Linked DNA regions of Mus musculus: region 2 is linked to region 1. The links are chromatin contacts, called in public Micro-C maps. All regions are on one chromosome and are shown on one strand. The core of a region is the stretch at or near the end of the contact, and the rest is flanking DNA. Distances in the headings are between cores, read along the strand shown. Region 1 has its middle 150 kb from the start of Gm12511. Region 2 has its middle 61 kb from the start of Gm26144.

Region 1 (4,556 bases), core at 557-3,056:
CCTATCCCCCTGTGCCTCTGCAGCTTGCACCAACAGCAGTTTAACCTGATGTCCACTGACTTGAAGTGGATATTCAAACCATTTTCTCCCAGGATCTTCCTTCTCACAAAGCTTGGTTTTCGTTGACCCGACGATGTGTAGCTTGCTTGGGTGTTCTCCGAAGAGCCTACAAAGAGCTTTTTGATGCTCAGAGCCCCTAGCCCCACCTTGTTTACAGGACTGTTCAGGAAGTTCTATCACTTCTTATGAGCTCAATTGAATTCCCATTACAGTTGGATGTCTCTGACAAGGGGCTAGGCTCATTGAAGGTACTTAGCCATGTTCTGTCCCTCTCTTCTTCGTGTCAAAATGTCAAGGGATCTGTTACCTACTTCTATGCATCAACTTCCTGAGAGAAACCCCCAGCTGCCCTGAGACTGTTCACAGGATTAGCTGGGACTCAGGTGTAGCTGCCCAAGTCATGGAGAGGGAAGATTGAGCAGGGTTTAAAGAACAATCTGCGTGTGTGTGGAACTGAGGGGAGTGTTCAGCGAGCAAAGCATTTGCCCTGTAATTCCTGCACTGGGACAGCAGAGACACTCAGATCACTAAAGCATGGTGGGCAGCCAGTGTGGCCTAATTGAGAGCCCTGGGTCCCAGTAAGAGATCATGTCCCAACCCTCACCCCCACCCCCCCAAAAAAAGGTGGATAGTGTCAGAAGAATGGCATCAAACTTGACCTCTACCCTCCACATTCACACACACACACTCACACACTCACACATGTGAGAGCTCACATGATCACACATAAAAACCCTACCTTGCCTACCCCAAGCTGGCTTTCTGCCCTTCAAAAATGTCCCAAATGTGCCTGCTTCAATGTGTCTTTGAACTTACATGGCCAATAAGACCAGGCACAGATGGCCTATGACAGAAGCTAGGTTTGTCACTGTACTTAATATGTTCTTAATATGTTCTTAATATGTTCTTAATATGGTCCTCAGAAGCCGGCATGGAGGTGGTACAGAAGGGGCACCACTGTGCCTTATGTCCTCAACACCCTGAATTAGTGAAACAACCAATGTACACATCACTCCAGAGCAACCCTTTGGAAGTAGCATCAGAAACCACTCAGGACTTCTCAGGCTCTCATAGCATCAAAGACCCAGGCTCTTTCCCTGACGGATGGAGCTAAGGTACAGGGATGAATCTGCTTCAGGAGCTGGGGGCAGGCGGCCGCAGATAAGGGCCGGCCAGGTGGGTGCTGCTGATTCCTTAGATGCTTTCAGCCAGAGGAAGGGAATGATTGCAACCTGGTGTCTAGAGCTCCTGTGAGCTTCATGTTGACAGCCACCCTGGGAGCCCAGAGGGAAGAGACAAGTCACTGCTGCTGCTACCCAAAGCATTGCTGAAACCTGAGCGCTGAGCTATGGGAAAGGGAGAGGAAGGGGCAAGGTTGGAAAGCTTGAAGTCGAAAAAGCAACAAGCCTAGAGAAGTATTTAAGAAATAGAGACTCATCAAGATGCGTGTCCTGGCTCACATGTCCAGGTGGGTAGTAGCCATTATTAGCCACATCAAAGGCTACAGCAGAAAGGGGAATTCGCTGGGAACAGGAGGCAGGGAGCACTGGGTGACGATGGAATTTTAGAGGGGAAGCTCTAGGCAGTTTCCGCGTGACTGTGGATAATGGGCCAAAGTTTAGTTTAGGGCCAATGTGGAGACCAGAAATGCAGAAAAGGACTGATAATCCTAATAGAAGGAATATGCCTGACCAGAGAGTATGGAAAGAGACCAGAGGAGCCTTGGAGGCCCTGGGAAGAGGAGAGCAAAAGAACATCTGTGCAGAGCATGTCAGGCATTAACAAGAGATGGAGAAGGGGAGGCCAATTCTAACTGGGTCCTTCTGAGACTGTGAGAAGTACCTAGCACAGCCCCTGGTATACAATGTCCTAACTATAATAGTCTCCACACTAGAATAGGTGAGATTCCCAGTTCCCCATTGGTTGCCTCAAACTGCAGAAAGGGGGCCACCTATACCTAACATATTGTGACTTTATATGTATGTATGTATGTATGTATGTATGTATGTATGTATGTATGTATGTATGTAAACATATGGAGAGAGACCCATGACCAAGTTTAGCTTATGAAGTAGCCATATTAACAACAACTATTAAAATGAACAAATATAGTAGTGTATATAATTAAAGTTAAGTAAAAGCTATGAATGATTGATTGATTTTTGGAACTTTCCATTTAATATTTTTGGGCAACAATTGACTAAAGGTAATTGAAACTATCCAAAACAAAACCATGGGTGAAGGATGTGTTACTGCTACAACAATACATTCAATTTTCATTTCCTTAAGTTTTTATTTTTTCAGTGCTGGGGCTTGAACTTAAGCCTTGTGTGTGCTAGGCAGGTGCTCTACCATTGAGCTATATCCCCAAATCTCCCATCCTTGGGGGGGGAGGGGAGACAGGGTCTTGCTATAAAGCCTAGACTGGTCTTGAATGCTCAGTGCTCCCAGTTCAGTCCTCTAAGTGCCCAGATTGCAGGTGTACACCACCAAGCCTCGCTCCACGGTTGACAATTTTTCACCTAACCAGAAAAAATCCAAACAGTAAGAGAGAACTCTCCCTCATCTGCATTCCTCTTGCTCTAGATAGTCTATTACTGGCATCCTCATCTCCAAGAGGAGGGAGTTAAGCACAGAAAGGCCAGTTAGAATGACTCATACCCCAGCCTATGCATGGAGCCACGGAGCACAGGACAGCAATCCAGAGTCCATTCCACATAAACGACACTTGAGTACGCCCCAGGCCCCACCTTCCTGCTTTGTCCCTGCTGGTGCTGCCACTGCAGGTGCCAACTGGCCCTCCTGGGGCATCCAAAGTGCCTGGCTCCTTCAGCCCAGTGCATCTTGACTTCTAGTTATGTCAAAAGGCTCCTGGCTGCCAAGCACTGATTGCAAAACTACTTCTGATGATTTAACTGTAAATGAATCTGAAACATACGGACTGAATTTCTCTGGAACTGCACACCAAAATTTTCATCTGATTAAAAATCTTGAGAGTCCATGTTGAAAAAAATCACAAGAAAAAAAAAGAAGAAGAAGAAGAAAAACAAAGTGGTAATTCAGTGGAGGAGGTCAAAGGAGCATGAAGAGAGAACAGCTGGTCTAGAAAGAACTCTCTCAACACCTCCCTGTCTAGGGTTAGTGAGTGCTTCCTCAGGGGCTGTAAATGTTCCCCACATCTTATGAGGGCACAGTGCTCCTAAGACTGACAGGCAGGCCTACCTATGCCAGAATGCTCAAAATCAGATGATAACTAAAGAGAAAACCTTATTCATATAGCCATTCATGTACCCACATACAAAGTGTATGTACAAGGTGTGTATATGTCAGATCGCATGCTTTCTTTATCAGAAGTATAAGTTTATATCCTAATTACAAATATAGTGATTCAGAGATATATTTAGGTAACATAAATACAGAGCATCACTACTCTCTCGGGAAAAGACATAGATAGATAGATAGATAGATAGATAGATAGATAGATAGATAGATAGAGAGATAGAGAGATAGAGATAGATAGATAGATAGATAGATAGATAGATAGATAGATAGATAGATGATGGATAGAATTTAAATGATACAACTATATGTCATATTTATTTTATAGAAGTATTGAAAATTGCATATATGCTATGTATTCTACATACTCATATTCTCAAACTAGTTGTGTTATTTTTGTTTTATGAGATAGTATCTCATGTCACCCAAGCTGGCCTCAAACTCACTCTGTAGCCAAGGATGACAATGAACTTTTAATCCTCCTGCCTCTACTTCCTAAGAACTAGGATTCCTGGCACGTGTCACTGCGCCTAGTTTACGTGATTCCAGAAATCAAACTTAGGTCTTTGTACATGCAACATAAACACCCCACCAACTGAGCTAACACCAGCTTACTGTCTGTTAATATATGCTAAATAGAGACATTTAATATGTGCAAATATAAAATAAAATATGCAAATATAAAACTACACTAGTCTTAAACAAAACACAAAAGGAATGGAAGTTTGTAGATCCGTGGGGGCTGAGTAAAACTGACCTAGCTCCAAATCTCTAATCTTAAGAGGAGGCTGAGGGTAACTATTCAGATTTTATGGAACTGTGCTTCTAGCGGCCCAGAGCCAATCCATCCAGCTCACAGTGGATAAGAACTCTCAGCATGTCTGAGCTGAATGCAGGAAGATGAAACCTGTCACCATGAAGAGCACACAGGTCACTGGCATCTTCACAGCTGGCATCTGCGAGCAAATCTTCTTAAGACACCCATTGCTGGTACCTTTGCGCCCCCCCCCCAGACTTCTTCCAGTGGACTTGAAGAGAAATCCTCCAACCAAATAAAAACAAAGGTCACTTTTGCCAAAGAAATTCCACCATCTCGGAAACTCTGAGGACAAGCTGGGAGCAGTGGAATAAAGTTATCCTAGTACCTGAGGGGTGGAATTGGGAGCTCGCAATCATTCCGATACATGGTGAACTTTAAGGGTAGCCTGGGCTATGAG
Region 2 (4,556 bases), core at 1,372-3,871, 900 kb before region 1:
ATTCATTTCACAAAAGTTCTGAAGGCCAAGCAAGCAGCAGTGTGCACTTGGGTTTTAGATGCGATGTGAGGAGTGGGGATATAGGTTCCAGGTGTGGATGCTCAGCTCAGCTAGCTGTTTCAGATTTCTCCAGGACCACGGATGGAAACGTGACGTGTAGCAACAGACTGTCCATGGAGGGTTGAGCGCATACTGAACATGCTAGACTGTAGAAGCTCTTTGCTTGTATGGTCCCATTTAGGGGACAGTCAGATGTCCCCTACATGTCTTAGGCAGTTGAGGGAACCTCTTGGCTCTTTGAGGGTCAGCAGGGAACTGAGTGAGAATCACTCTAAAACTAACTTCTAGCATCCAAATTCAGACATCTCTCAAACCTGAGATGGATCTTTGCATACTGTACTTATGGCTGGCAATAGTCCTTTCTTTGAGACACTGGAGGGCAGTGTGGTACAGTGGATTGAGCTATGGGTTTGGCATGAAGGGATTTATTTGGGTGTGGTTTTGAAAGCTGTGTGGCCTTGAGAAAGTTAAACAGCCCCTCTGGATCTTTATTTCCTAGCCCCCCCCCAAATGAAGATAATCAATACAAGACTCATTTTGGGTTACTGTGAGAATCAGAATAAAAAAAAAGGTATTGAAAGTGCTTTCTAAACTGTGAAGAGGAAACATATGATTCTAATAGAACTGTGAATTATTTGGGGGAACCCAAAAGTCCTTCCTGAACAAAAAAGAAATTTCTCTAAAAAGTCCTGTTAAGCATTAAAACTTAATATCCTTACCTCTGGTAGGTATTTGCCTTTTGAGGTTCAAATACACTGTACAAGATAACACTCAATAAGGGCACATTCCTGTAGATGGAGGCAGTATGAATAGCCCAGGATAGAGCATCTACTCAACAGCTCTATCTTCTAACAGGAAAGCAGATTGTCAAGAGTCTAAGAGAGGTGCGTTTGGATGGGGAGGAGGAAAGCAAAGATACCAAGGTACCGGGTTGTTTCCGAGTCAGGCAGATCCAATTACCCTGGGACTTTGGCTGATACTTCTTTAGAGTTACAGGCCAGAAGATTTAGGCACAACCTGCAGAACTTTCTGGAAGAGCTACTACTTCCAGAGAAGAACTGAACTTCTTGCTACTTAGATCTGCACATGTGAAAGGTGATTTGCAGAGTAGCTGAGGGCTTGGGACCGTGCTTTGTGGGAAGGTGAACAGAAAGTGAAAGTGACCTTGGGCTGGAGAGTGTGTTGGAGGGACTCTCTGCTGCTTTTAGGGCCTTGGGGCTGGTAGGAGGACTTCCTGCCCACACTGCCCCAGCAGCTGTCAGTCATGACTTTTGCTAAGTCTGCACGTCTCTTACTTATTTGGTGATTTTTTTTTACAAAGGGTTTAATTTATTTTAATTTTGTGTGTATGTATGTCTTTGTCTGAGTATATACATGTAAGTGCAAGTGTCAGCAGAATGCAATGGAAGGTGCTGGATCCTCTGCAGTTGGAGTTATAGGTGGTTGTGAGCTGCCTGACATGGGTGCTGGGAAGTAAACTTAGGTCTTCCGGAAGAGCGGTGCATGCTGTGTAAATGCTGAGCCATTTCTCTAACCTCTGGATGACTTTCTTTTCTTTTAAATTCTGATTGACTTAAGTGAACGCAACCTCATTTGAATTAAGAACATGGGCTCAATCACCATACAACTACAGAAATAAACTAGCCATTCATCTACCGCCTAAAACCACCACACAGGGCTCATGTTTTAGGTCAACAGCCCATGTGTTGCTCTGCAGCACCTTCAACCAGAAGTCGACTTGTGTGCTTGCCCACCTCTGGTTCCAGAAAGCTCAGTTCCTCTTTGGAGGTAGCACTTTCGGGACATTCTGCAGGGTGTGTCTGAGTCTTCTTATCTTTAACGCTACCTATTGGCTCTAACCCTTGGGCCACATAGAATACACCTATTTTCCCTCTTAAGATGATTCTTTATAAAATGGCACTATTTCCTCTATATCTCACAATCCAGGCTGCCTGAACACACCCAGTTCTATCTAATCTCCTCTGCTGGTAGGGTTTCAAGTGTCCTAGATATGTTTGTCACTGACTTTGGAAAAGAAAGCAATGATATTTCAGGGTGGTTTTTCAGAGTATAACTTCCAACACAGAACACAATCCTTTGACGTCATCTGAGCTGGTAAGAGGCAGGCAATGGTTCTCTCCCTCACCCTGGATCTGTTACCTCTGCTCCAGCTTCTTCATAACACTGCCAAGGGCTGAGAGGCCCTACAAAGAGAGAAACACTGTTGTGTGCAGCCACTCAGTGTCAGTGGGAGGTAAGCACGGGCTGCCACACTGCCACGCCACCCAGAGAAATGCTCTTTCAGGCTCCGTGACTGGGCATACATCGTCATCTCTGCTCTTCCATTAATATTTATGATTAGCATTGCATCTCCATTTGCTTATAAATTATAAAGTGGATATTTATTGCACGTGCAAAAGGATGGGAATTTAGAGATAGCAAAGACGTCAGAAATGAAAATTCTGAAAAATGTTTCCCGACCCGATTCAATTGTGCTAGAGACTGGTGGGGGAGGGGCCTCCCCTGTGAGTCAGAACATTCCATGATAAACACATCAGATCTGCGTATCCTCCAGCTAACTGCCCCACAGGATCTAATTTTCATACTCTGCAGATAAACCCAGTGACAGCCTTGGGTGCACATTTAGAAGAACTATGGGAAGGAGGGGGCACCTTTCTACCCTCACTTCACACCCTTCTCCTGCTTCCTAAGCACATGTCTTTCCCTCCATGATTGCCTCTGCCTTACACTCTCTCCCTTTGTACATTTTATCCCTAGACCTGAGATGTCCTTGGAATGCCCACAGCTGCCAGGGCATGCCAAAGAGGGAATTGTTTGGATGTGAAAACACAGGCTAACATTTCAGCACTTCTTTACCTTTGGTGGTGCTGTTTTGGGAAGTTGTGGGACCTTTGGGATATCATATCTAGCTGGTGACATAGACCACTTGAGACAGACCTTTGAGGGTTGTATCCTGGACTGCTTCCAGTTCTGACCTCTGCTTCCTGATCCCTAAGATGGGACCCAGCAGCATCAGGAGCTCCTACTGCCCTGCTTTCAACTGCCATGATGGACTGATAGCCCTTCAAACTGTGAGCCAAAGTAAATCCTCCCAAACTGCTCCAGGCACACATGCTGCCAGAGCGAGGAGCAGAGTAAAGAGCACGGAGGGAGGCTCCTCCCAGCACCCATCTTCAATGACAAACAGGAAGCTGTTCTGGCTTTGGCAGGGGTTCAGAGGTGCTAGAGCAGAAGTGATGTTAAAGGAGGAGAGGCCGGACAAGCGGAGAGCTTCCACCCTGAAGGGCTGAGGTTGTTTAGAGGGCATGGGACATGAGTGCCACCCTCAGATGCTTCAAAGTGTCAGTGACAGCTGAGTTGAAACTATTCTATTGTCACTTAATGTAGGTGTCTCAGGGGCCAGTAAAATTATTGGGTGCTAATAGGGAGGACACAATAAAGGAAGTTTGTGGACACTAGAACGACTTGGAGGTCAGCTGAACTAGAGAGGAGGGGTGTTCTTTCATTCCTGATGGTGTTTAAGGGTGAGTGGAGAGCAGTTGAAGATACGCTGTGGAGGCCCATGGTTCCCAAGCTGTGGGTCTGGGATGCTTCTGCTGAGGTCCTATATATGGCAGACTCTTGAGATGTGGGACTGGATCTGATAAGGTGGTGACCATTCTGGCCCTTGTGAATTCATGATTTCTGTATGGCCCCATGCATCACTTTTCCTGCTTCCTCCTGTTGGCCCAATGATGCTCCTGTCTGTTCAGGGAGGCAGAGCATGGAATCTTAATGTAGAGCAGTCTAGTCTAGAAGGGGACCCACAGGCTGGATGCCACCTACCCAAGTTGAGGCAAGCTGAGCTTGGCATATATACAATTTGAAGGGAAATGTCACCCACATCACCTTTTGTTCCCAGTGGCTCCTAGATCCAGACCATCTTCATGTAGTCTCCTCCACATCTTTTAAGGAGGATGGGAAGGTGTGAGAACTCGATGGGGTGATTTTCTTCTGTTCTTTCTCTATGTGTATGCTTGTATGAAGGTGTACATTGTGTGCAAGTGTGTGTGTGTGTGTGTGTGTGTGTGTCTGTGTGTGTGTTCATGAAGACTAGAGAATAACTTTGGGTGTCATTCCTTAGGTGTTATCCACAGTTTGTCCCCCAAGACAAGATCTCTTACTGCTCTGGAGCTCACTGAGTGACGTCGGCTGGCTGGTCAGTGAGTCTTAGGATTTGCTTGTTTCTGACTTCTCAGTGCTGAGATTACAAGTGTATGTCACCATGCCTGACATTTCTTTGAGGTTTCTAAGGAAGAAACTCAGGTCCCCAAGCATCACTAAGAGCCATCTTTTAGCCCTTGTGCTCTTCCTTAAAATGACAGGCAAAAGTCATCAGGAGGATATCTCACAGTCAGAAGTTCCTCCTCTGAGGTTGCCTTACCTCCTCTGGGGGCTTGGATGACACACAGCCTCACAAGTGGCAACAGAAATGT

Evidence for each region. Hi-C and Micro-C count contacts between places; a contact is called where the count stands out from the background.
Region 2: a contact with region 1 is called in a Micro-C map of the HL-1 cell line, with 2.7 times the contacts expected there. The contact joins two enhancer-like sites. A contact is called at or near these places in 2 of 484 Hi-C or Micro-C datasets (the HL-1 cell line and cerebral cortex) and 2 of 115 datasets of contacts at active chromatin or transcription factors (embryonic stem cells and pancreatic cancer cells).

The regions. Positions count from the first base shown.
Region 1 is chr4:55,716,896-55,721,451 of GRCm38.p6, reverse strand. No RefSeq gene overlaps it. Among named protein-coding and RNA genes, the nearest start is that of Gm12511, 150 kb to the right of the region's middle. Within about 2 kb of position 1,806, at least 53 of the 459 cell types and tissues checked have an H3K27ac peak or open chromatin away from gene starts, as enhancers often do. A contact at or near this core is called in the HL-1 cell line, where this site is marked.
Region 2 is chr4:56,615,891-56,620,446 of GRCm38.p6, reverse strand. No RefSeq gene overlaps it. Among named protein-coding and RNA genes, the nearest start is that of Gm26144, 61 kb to the left of the region's middle. Within about 2 kb of position 2,621, at least 27 of the 459 cell types and tissues checked have an H3K27ac peak or open chromatin away from gene starts, as enhancers often do. A contact at or near this core is called in the HL-1 cell line, where this site is marked.